Regions from separate parts of the Hordeum vulgare genome. Here region 1 is linked to region 2. Evidence: chromatin contacts called from public Hi-C data. All regions are on one chromosome and are shown on one strand. The core of a region is the stretch at or near the end of the contact, and the rest is flanking DNA. Distances in the headings are between cores, read along the strand shown. Region 1 holds the start of LOC123395029 (long chain acyl-CoA synthetase 9, chloroplastic-like). Region 2 overlaps LOC123452839 (chaperone protein dnaJ GFA2, mitochondrial-like).

Evidence for each region. Hi-C and Micro-C count contacts between places; a contact is called where the count stands out from the background.
Region 1: a Hi-C map of seedling shows a contact between it and region 2, with 2.2 times the contacts expected there. The contact joins the promoter of LOC123395029 here to the enhancer-like site in region 2. A contact is called at or near these places in 2 of 6 Hi-C or Micro-C datasets (leaf and seedling).

The regions. Positions count from the first base shown.
Region 1 is chr5H:234,958,349-234,962,462 of MorexV3_pseudomolecules_assembly, reverse strand. LOC123395029 (long chain acyl-CoA synthetase 9, chloroplastic-like) reads right to left here and starts at 2,737. Exons shown (of 12, transcript XM_045089944.1): 1 at 2,567-2,737; 2 at 1,211-1,742; 3 at 195-275. The coding sequence starts at 1,660.
Region 2 is chr5H:234,509,433-234,513,755 of MorexV3_pseudomolecules_assembly, reverse strand. It overlaps LOC123452839 (chaperone protein dnaJ GFA2, mitochondrial-like), which reads right to left. Exons shown (of 18, transcript XM_045129562.1): 18 at 3,951-4,321. The coding sequence ends at 4,231. Among protein-coding and RNA genes, the nearest start is that of LOC123452839, 29 kb to the right of the region's middle. Within about 2 kb of position 1,690, at least 3 of the 3 cell types and tissues checked have open chromatin away from gene starts, as enhancers often do. A contact at or near this core is called in leaf and seedling, where this site is marked.

The DNA of each region.
Region 1 (4,114 bases), core at 1,488-3,987, 450 kb before region 2:
TTAACTACATGCAACAATAATCTTGGGAGTGTGCTAGCAATTGCTGAAAAGTATTTGTTGCTTGTCCACAGCGAAAATGCTGCAAGAGGTCTATACTCTATAATTGATGTCTATATAAGCAGACAACATGAAGGAAGAAAAACTTAACTAGGAGTAATTGTACAACATATTGGACACAAAGTGACGGTACTAACCTCATTTAGTGAGTGGCATAGTGCTTCCTCCCCCAACGAGGCATAGATGGTGACAACTGTTATGTTTTGTCTGAAGCATGCCTTGCAAATACAAAAATAGTAACTTTGAAATTGAGTACAATGACCAGAGTTCAACGTACAATGAATAGCTACCAGAATGAATGTTTGTGCAGAGGAACCAACTATGAATTGGTGGCATAGAAGTTAAGTAACACGATCCAACCAATAACTTAAAAGTACATATAAAAAAACCTCTCTATACCTACTTGTATTACTGGAGAGATTGAAGTGTCCTAGAATGTAATTTAAAAGGGTTGAGCATGGACAATTTTCATTATTATTTTCTCAAAATTAAAATTTATTTGGTCTGCACACATGCTGGATTGGGAACAGTTATAGTGAAACAGAAATTGTACTATGAATATATTTATGCATCATTTGGTGTATATAATCCCTCTTTTAAATAAAATTGGTGTATGACCTGTATCCCAAGTCTCCATGCATCACAGAAATCTGCCACCACAACGACTATTTCATCCAGTCATGCATCATAATAGTGAAACATTGGGCTAGCCATTGATACATATGGAATTTCTATCCATGCATAATAATAATGAAACATTGGGCTAGCCATTGATATTTGTGAAATTTCTATCGTCGCTTTACATGAGAATGCAAAAGCATAGAACATATGGTGACAGGATATCCTTTTAGTGGTTGATACTGCTTGTATAGAAATTTTGGGAGTGAGCAGCACTTGGACTCGCTGTGTAGCTAGAAAGGGAAAAAATGCCTCGAGAATTCATTTTGAATTCACAGTCCGTGTATAATTCACTCTGCTATGCAGGAACCCTGACTAATTTATGATTTTTATGCGCACAGATGTGTTCAAGATATAAAGTGGACCAGTGACCACAATTTACGTAACGAAAAGTAAGAACCTCATGTAGTACCACGTGAAGACACCAAAATGCATGGATTGATCTATCTATTGATTGCAGGAAAAAAGGTATTACCTGCAGTGCAATCTGCCACTCGGCCTGTGTCTCGGCAAAAATAGCAACACGCTCATTGTTCTGGCGACCTAAATTGACCAATCCTGAAGAGAAGTTGCAAACACTCTTGAAGGCCTCGGCGTAACATTTCCACTCGTAGTCCCCCAGATGAAGCTTCTCAAAGGACCTCCCATCAGGTGATGATTCTATTTCCCTTGAAATGAGCTTCCTTGTGCCAAGGAGGGGCATGTAGACGTACTCTTTGCAAGCATGCTCAAACAGCTCAGCAAGTGTGTTGACCCCTTCCCAGTGTGTTTCAACAGGGCGTTCAAATCGATGGTTGCGGATCGCATAGCCAGGCTCTCCACCAACATCAACTGGCACACCCCTCTTCTTTTCAACCTTTCTCTTTTTCTGGAGCAGAAGAGAGACCGCGATGGGCACAAGAAGGCCAACAAAATAAGGATTCATACTTGTTCAAGGGCGATTTGACAGCTATATACTAGCTTATGGGAGGAAGGCTACAGATTAAAGATGCCTTGAAGAGAGAACCCTGAAAAATACAATTTCATGCTGTAAACAAAAACTGAAAATACAATACGGTATGTATGTAATGCAGATTCTTTACATACAAGGAACTAATTGCATGTTAGATTGTTAGTCTTTCAATCTGTTCAGGTCCATTGTACAACCAATGGAATATCAACTGGCAAAGTATGAAGCATTTAAGCAATCTGGTAAAGTCAGATCATCCATAAAGATGCACCTGAATTGCAAAGCTTTTGCATGTTCTCTAAAAGCGCTGACAAAGTAAGATCACTCATAAAGATGATCACCTGAAATGCAAAGCTTTTGCATGTTCTCTAAAAGCGCTGGTATGGGCACTTGCATAGTGGCATACAAAGCATGCATCAGAATTAGGTGCAAAAAATTGTGTATGCTCCTTTTTCCTTCTGCTAATCAGTAAGCAATCAATTCTCATGTTTGGTTTCCAAACAACGTATATACGAAAACTGTGACATACTTTGCAGTTTAGCAAGAAATGCAAGTAATTCTGCATTCATCAAAAGTACCATCTGAAATTAAAACCTAGTATTAGAATCTAGCCGCGCGACCGCACGGGTGTACTCCCCTAGTTGGGGACATAACTGAAAAGGTATACACTAGTATTTGTAGTATTATGCGTCTTCACGGCGAGGTGATAATAATGCCGTATACAGCGTAACAATGCGATGCGACGCGATGCGATGCACAAGGAACCCATTCCCACGAGGCACTGAAACCTACGAAATCTAACAAAAGTTTGCTCGGATTCTCTAGATTCCACGACCACGACCGCTCGTTGCGAGGTGCGGACCGGAGGGTGCGGGTGCGTACCTTCTGGAGGGGTGGGGGGGGGGCGCAATGGCGTGTGGAAGCTTCTGGAAGGGGAGAGGCGAGGGCGTGACGTCAGGCGGAGGAGGATCGATCGGCGCGGCGGGGAGAGGAGGGAGGGGGTGGAGCTGCTCTGCCTCTTCTCCAAGTCTTCAGCCGCTAAATTCGCTTGAGGCCGGTGTGTGCTCTGGCCCCACCAATCTCCTCATTTCTCCGCTGTCCAACGAGGCCCGAGGCCCAAGGCCCAATCGGTATATCGGGCTGCTGGAATGGCCCAACATGGACCTTGCCGTCTACTCCCTCCCTTTTCAAAATATGAGAGTAGTAATTTATCGAGGATGACTCCTAAAACAAAAAGTAATCTATCGAGCATTGTACTACCCTCTCGTTAGGGTTTCTTCTCCCTTCGAAGGCGATCTGATCGCCATCGTAGGGTTTGATTACCCTCTCTCCAATCGAGGACCCCAAACACCTTTGGATCGTTCTTCCGACGATCTTCGATCGCTGCCCGATCTGAGCGCTGGCTTGGATTGTTCTCTAGAGAACGCTAGGGTTTTGCAGCAGCACTCGGTTGAATCTTTCTCGGGTCAGAGAATCAACATGGTGACAGGAGCTTCGAGTTCTAAGGGTACTTCGGATCTAGAAGCCTTGATGAGCGATTTAGGCTTCTAGGAGGGGGATTTGGATGATGTGGTAGTGGAACAGGAAGAACCGTTGTCGCCAAAGGCGACGAGATGGATGGCTATTGCGAGTGTTCACACGGAAAAGAAGTATAGTCAGTATGGCTTCTTCAAAACCATGCGGGCAACGTGGGTTCTGGCTCAACAGGTGCAAATACGACCCCTTGCAGACAACATGTACACTTTGAAGTTTGGGTGTCTTGGGGATTGGGAACGTGTTATGGAGGAGAGTCCCTGGTCGTTCAAGGGCAATGTTGTGATGCTGGCAGAGTACGACGGCTTCACGAAACCCTCACTGATCAAACTCGACACTCTGGAACTTTGGATGCAAGTCCATGATCTCCGAGATGGCTTTTATCCCCTACTCAAAGCCTTAGCTAGCAGAGTTGGTGAGTTTGTTTACGCTGAACACAAATTGCAAGATTTTGATTATAATTTCTTTAGAGTAAGAATTCACATCAATGTTTTCAAACCTCTCAAGAATGCGGTGAGCCTGATACATGGAGGGGTGCGCTAGATTTTAAAGATCAAATTCGAGCGACTACCAGACTCGTGTGCAGTTTGTGGCCACATGGGTCATCAGTACAAGGAACATGGTGATGGAATCCATGCAAAGTCTGCACTCATTTTCAAGGAACTGCGGGCTGAGTGGTTCCGAGGGGAAGGTCCAGGACCTGGTGAGAACCGCTCGGGCGAATGAGGGAATTGAGGAGGACGCGATGGAGGAGCAGCAGGAAACTCACACCCGGGAAGAGGAGCGGGGCAGGGAGCTATGGTGGATCACGAAGACGTGGACAGTGCCAAGATTGATGCTGAGGGAGATCGGAAGCAATCCCGGAAGGCCGATGAGGTGACTCCACTAGCTGAAAAC
Region 2 (4,323 bases), core at 441-2,940:
GGGTGCACTTCTTCACACATGTTTCCACCACTTAGCGCCATATACACATCATGTATCTCGGCAACCTTCAAGTGGAAGTACGGCGTGGATGTAGACCACGACCGTTAACCACACAAGACCCTAGTCCGGGTTTATCGCCTATTTGAGACTAACTCGCAAGGAAGTCCATCTGAAGTTTCCTCTACGGCCTCAAACGATGTGCGCAGGGTTCCACAAGCCCACCATCCGGGTGCCACTTGGTACACCGTGCCACTATGTATCTACCGCACTGAAGCCTACCCAGTTGGGCAGAGCTAATACCGGCCGCCAACACTTTTCCTACAAACATCACAAACTAGTTGCAACTCCTGAACAGAGATCAAGGTGATTAATAAGTCGAGCGGGGTCATATTTTAGGGCCCAACATGTGGTAGTAGCTCTCTTGGATCACATACACAGAACTCGGTTCCTAAGGACGGTCCCAATGAGACAACCCACCATGTACTCCTACATAGCCCCTCATCGCTACCTTTACCAAATCGGATTCATTCACCCTGACTTAGAGGAACCAACGTCCTCGTCCCATCAACAACGTTCCCTCGTGGAACACATATCTGCGTCCAGTCCAGCACATGTGCCATGCCATGTGCCACAACGACCACACGCGCCATGCACCACATGCCTAAGCACCTAACCTGCACATGTCCATGTAACAACGAGGTAGGCTGTGATAAGCACGGAACCCAGTTCCTATGAGCCGTATCACAACATAATCCACCATGTTTTCCAAGATGGCCTCTCATCACTATCCTGACCAAAACAGGTCAAGATACTTAAATCTCATCATTAGGACATGATCAATCCAATTCATCACCGAGATGGATCAGACCCGACACAACTCTAAGCATAGGATTCATAGTAACCAATCATGAAGGAGTAAGCACAACAAGGCTCAAGGAGTTACTACTCATGCTAAGTGGTTTCAACTATTTACTATGACAAGGACGGGTCATTAAAAGGAATGGGTTCAACTACCGAAAACATGTACAGTTGAATCGTGATTGCCCTAATGCAGTAAAAGAGAGCAGGAGCGAGAGAGTGGGTTTATATCAGTATGCTCAAGGGGGGTTGCTTGCGTGGCACTTTTGAAGATAACAATGAGTTTTCATCCGTGACAACGATCACAGCGTCGGAACAACGTCTACCAAGGGAGAACAAATACCGACAACAACAAAAGGAACAACATTTAATTCACGGGAATACAACATTATGATGCATGAGCATGGCATGGCAATATGATGTTGTTTGAGCTAATGCATCTAGCTACAAAATTAAATGAAGTTGGTTTGAACCGAAGGTTCAAATTCAAACTCCATATGTGATTATTTAAATGTCATTTAATTGAATTTTCCTAAACAGAGGACATAGGTTGTTCTAACATGCATGAGAATGCCATAAACAAATTCCTTGGATTTTTCTTATAATTTTTCATTTATAAATTATTTCAATCTGAGCTATAGTTGAATTTCTATGAATTTTGAAGTTTAAAGTATTTTCTGGAATTCCTGGGCTGTTCTAAATCCAGAAATTATTAATTGCGTCATGAGGAAGGGTCATGCTTGCGAAAGCAGTTAACATGGTTGTCCAGGTCAAATCTGACTGGCTGGACCCACATGTCAATGACACAGGGGCGTCTCGAGAGGCTTACTAGTGGGGTGAGTCAACCCTGACATGGCCAGGTCAAAACTGACACCTCGGGCCCGTTAGTCAGTGACACTAGAGTATTAAGCAGGGTTAATTAACACCTAGCTAATATTAATAGGCCTAGGCCCATTGACACCGATTGAGGATTTGATTAGCTACGTCATTAGCATCTAAATTAATCTCTGGCTAGCGGGGTCCACACGTTGGTGACACACCGGAGTTCAAACACGGTGGCGCGCCGGCGGTGACCAAAACAATTGTGGCATGGCTCGAGCATCACCGGAAAACATCCACACATGTCGGTTTCGGATGCGGTTGGGTGCGCTGCAGAGCTGGGATCTGCGCGCGTCAGGTGGGGCTAGCGGGAGCTGCTCGGGTGGTCTGTAGCAACGGCGACGGTGAGCGGACCAGCGGTGGTGCAACGGTGCATGCGGCAGATGTGGCTAGAGCGCGTGAGCGAGCGAGTTAGGCATCTAGGGAGCATCTACGGGGCCTCACAACGCTCTTGGGCATAGCCGAGTGACCAAATGGTCATCGGAGCCCTGCCGACGATGAGCTCAGGCGGCGGTGCACTTCGGTCATCGACAAACCGGTGGCTACAGGATGAAATCGACGACGGGGGCAAGTGGGTTTCTATGAGAGGCTCACAACAGCGCCGATGGGCTGGTCAACGAGCTCGGGGGCGCCCTGGAGACGACGAATCGCGGTGGCGATATCGGATGCCTGAGGTTGAAGACGACGATGATGGCGGAGCTGCAGCCTCTTGTGGCCGCGTGCTTCGTCTTGGAGCTCCACGGCGACAAGGCAGTTCCGTTGGACAAGGCAGAGGGGCTAGGGGTGGCCGGTGGCAACGCTGTGGCAAGCGGCGTCGACGAGCTCGCTCGGTCGAGCTCGTATTCGGGCAGGAGAGAGGGGGAAAGCGAGAGAGAGGATGATATGGACACGGAGGCGTGCATGGCATCGTCTAGGCGCATCGACGAGAAGCCAGGCAGGCAGGGAGGAGGTGGAGGCCTCGGTCGAGCGCGCGTCGACACGCCTGTGCGAGTAGGCTCGAGGTGGTAGACGACTGGGAGCGGTTGCTAGCTACAGTGCGACGTAAGTGGCCCAGGTATTCCCTCTCTTTTCTAATTTATATTGTTTTCTATTTTCTGCAATATGTTTTGGTTTAATAAAAATATAAAACCATTTTTTAAAATCCTGAAAAATAATCATGTGTAATAAGTGGAATTAACCAATGCCACACATAATAAGTTTCAAAACTATTGGACATATATTTAATATATGATAGATATAAATCCAATGCAAATAATATTTGGATTAACTCAAATGCCCAAGATAAATATTCATGTGATCCCAAAAGTATTGGTTTGCACTTTCCCTCTTGCCAATATTTTCTGAGAATACCATGACATTTTCTTGGACTTCTTTGAGGCCATTTTTAATTGCTCTTTTGACATAATTCTCTGTGAGGCTTGATCATTCCTCATTTCAAATTCAATTGAATTAAAAAATAATACATGCATGAAATGCAATGCAAGGCTTTTTTTTGCGGGGTAATGCAAGGCTAAATTAGGGATGTGACATTTTCTATAGGTATCTCTGCACAATATCATCGCTAGACTGGACCTCGCCTCTTTTCTAGTAGTGTTTTTTGCCAGAACTTTCTCCTCAACATCAAGAGATGGTATCCGATTCAAATGATATTTCAAGTTTTTTATGTTTTTGAGTAGTGGCTAAACTCCTACACGAAGGAGGTGGCTTTGCAATCATGCACCCAGCCACAAATTTATTGAATAAGACACACTTATCTAATACTAGTTGTTAATCATGTTTACTTTACAATGCATTGTACTTCATGAGCTTGTTCAACTACAAAACAGTTGTTAACCATCCTATAGTCGTGAAAACTCTCCATAGTATACAGTTCACTGTCTATATCTATTCTATCGAATTTAGCATTTAGTGCCTCACATAGCTGCCTCTCATCTTATATGTGCATATCATGCTTGATGGTGGTCCATCAGCGACAATAGTTCCAAAAATATTTGAAATGCATCTAAAAAGAATTCTGGGTTTTTATAAGAAAAAATAACTTGAGAGTAGCAGAAAATCCACTCTCCAATAGAACTTACTCATAACCAAACAAGATGGCTGGCGCAGCACAAGGTGGATTTGCGCCCCAAGGTGGATTTGCTTCACAGCATGTGGCACCGGGTGCAGACATTCTCATGTTTAACAAAAATGGCAGCCCTGCCATTTGTTTCACGTTTAACAAAAAATGCTGATACATTCTCATCCAAAAACGTGCTTCCATCGGTTTCAACTTAGTCTTTTGTTACAATGGTACCACAAGAAAGTGGTGACTATAAATCAGATGTTTATAATAATTTAGGCTTATCAGTTATGGTGACGTGTATATTATACAGGGCAAAACTCACCATCTAACGCCTACAAACAAGGATAGGGACATATGGGGTACACCAAGCCCCCTTCAAAGCTATCTGACTTATTATGTGTGCAAATAATCAATCAATGAGCATAAAAATCTCATCCAGATGCAGCCGCCACTCTCGCCACATCGTTGCTCTCCTCTTTATCAAACTCTTCCATCAGCTCCCGTTGCCGTGGTGTCAGCTCCCT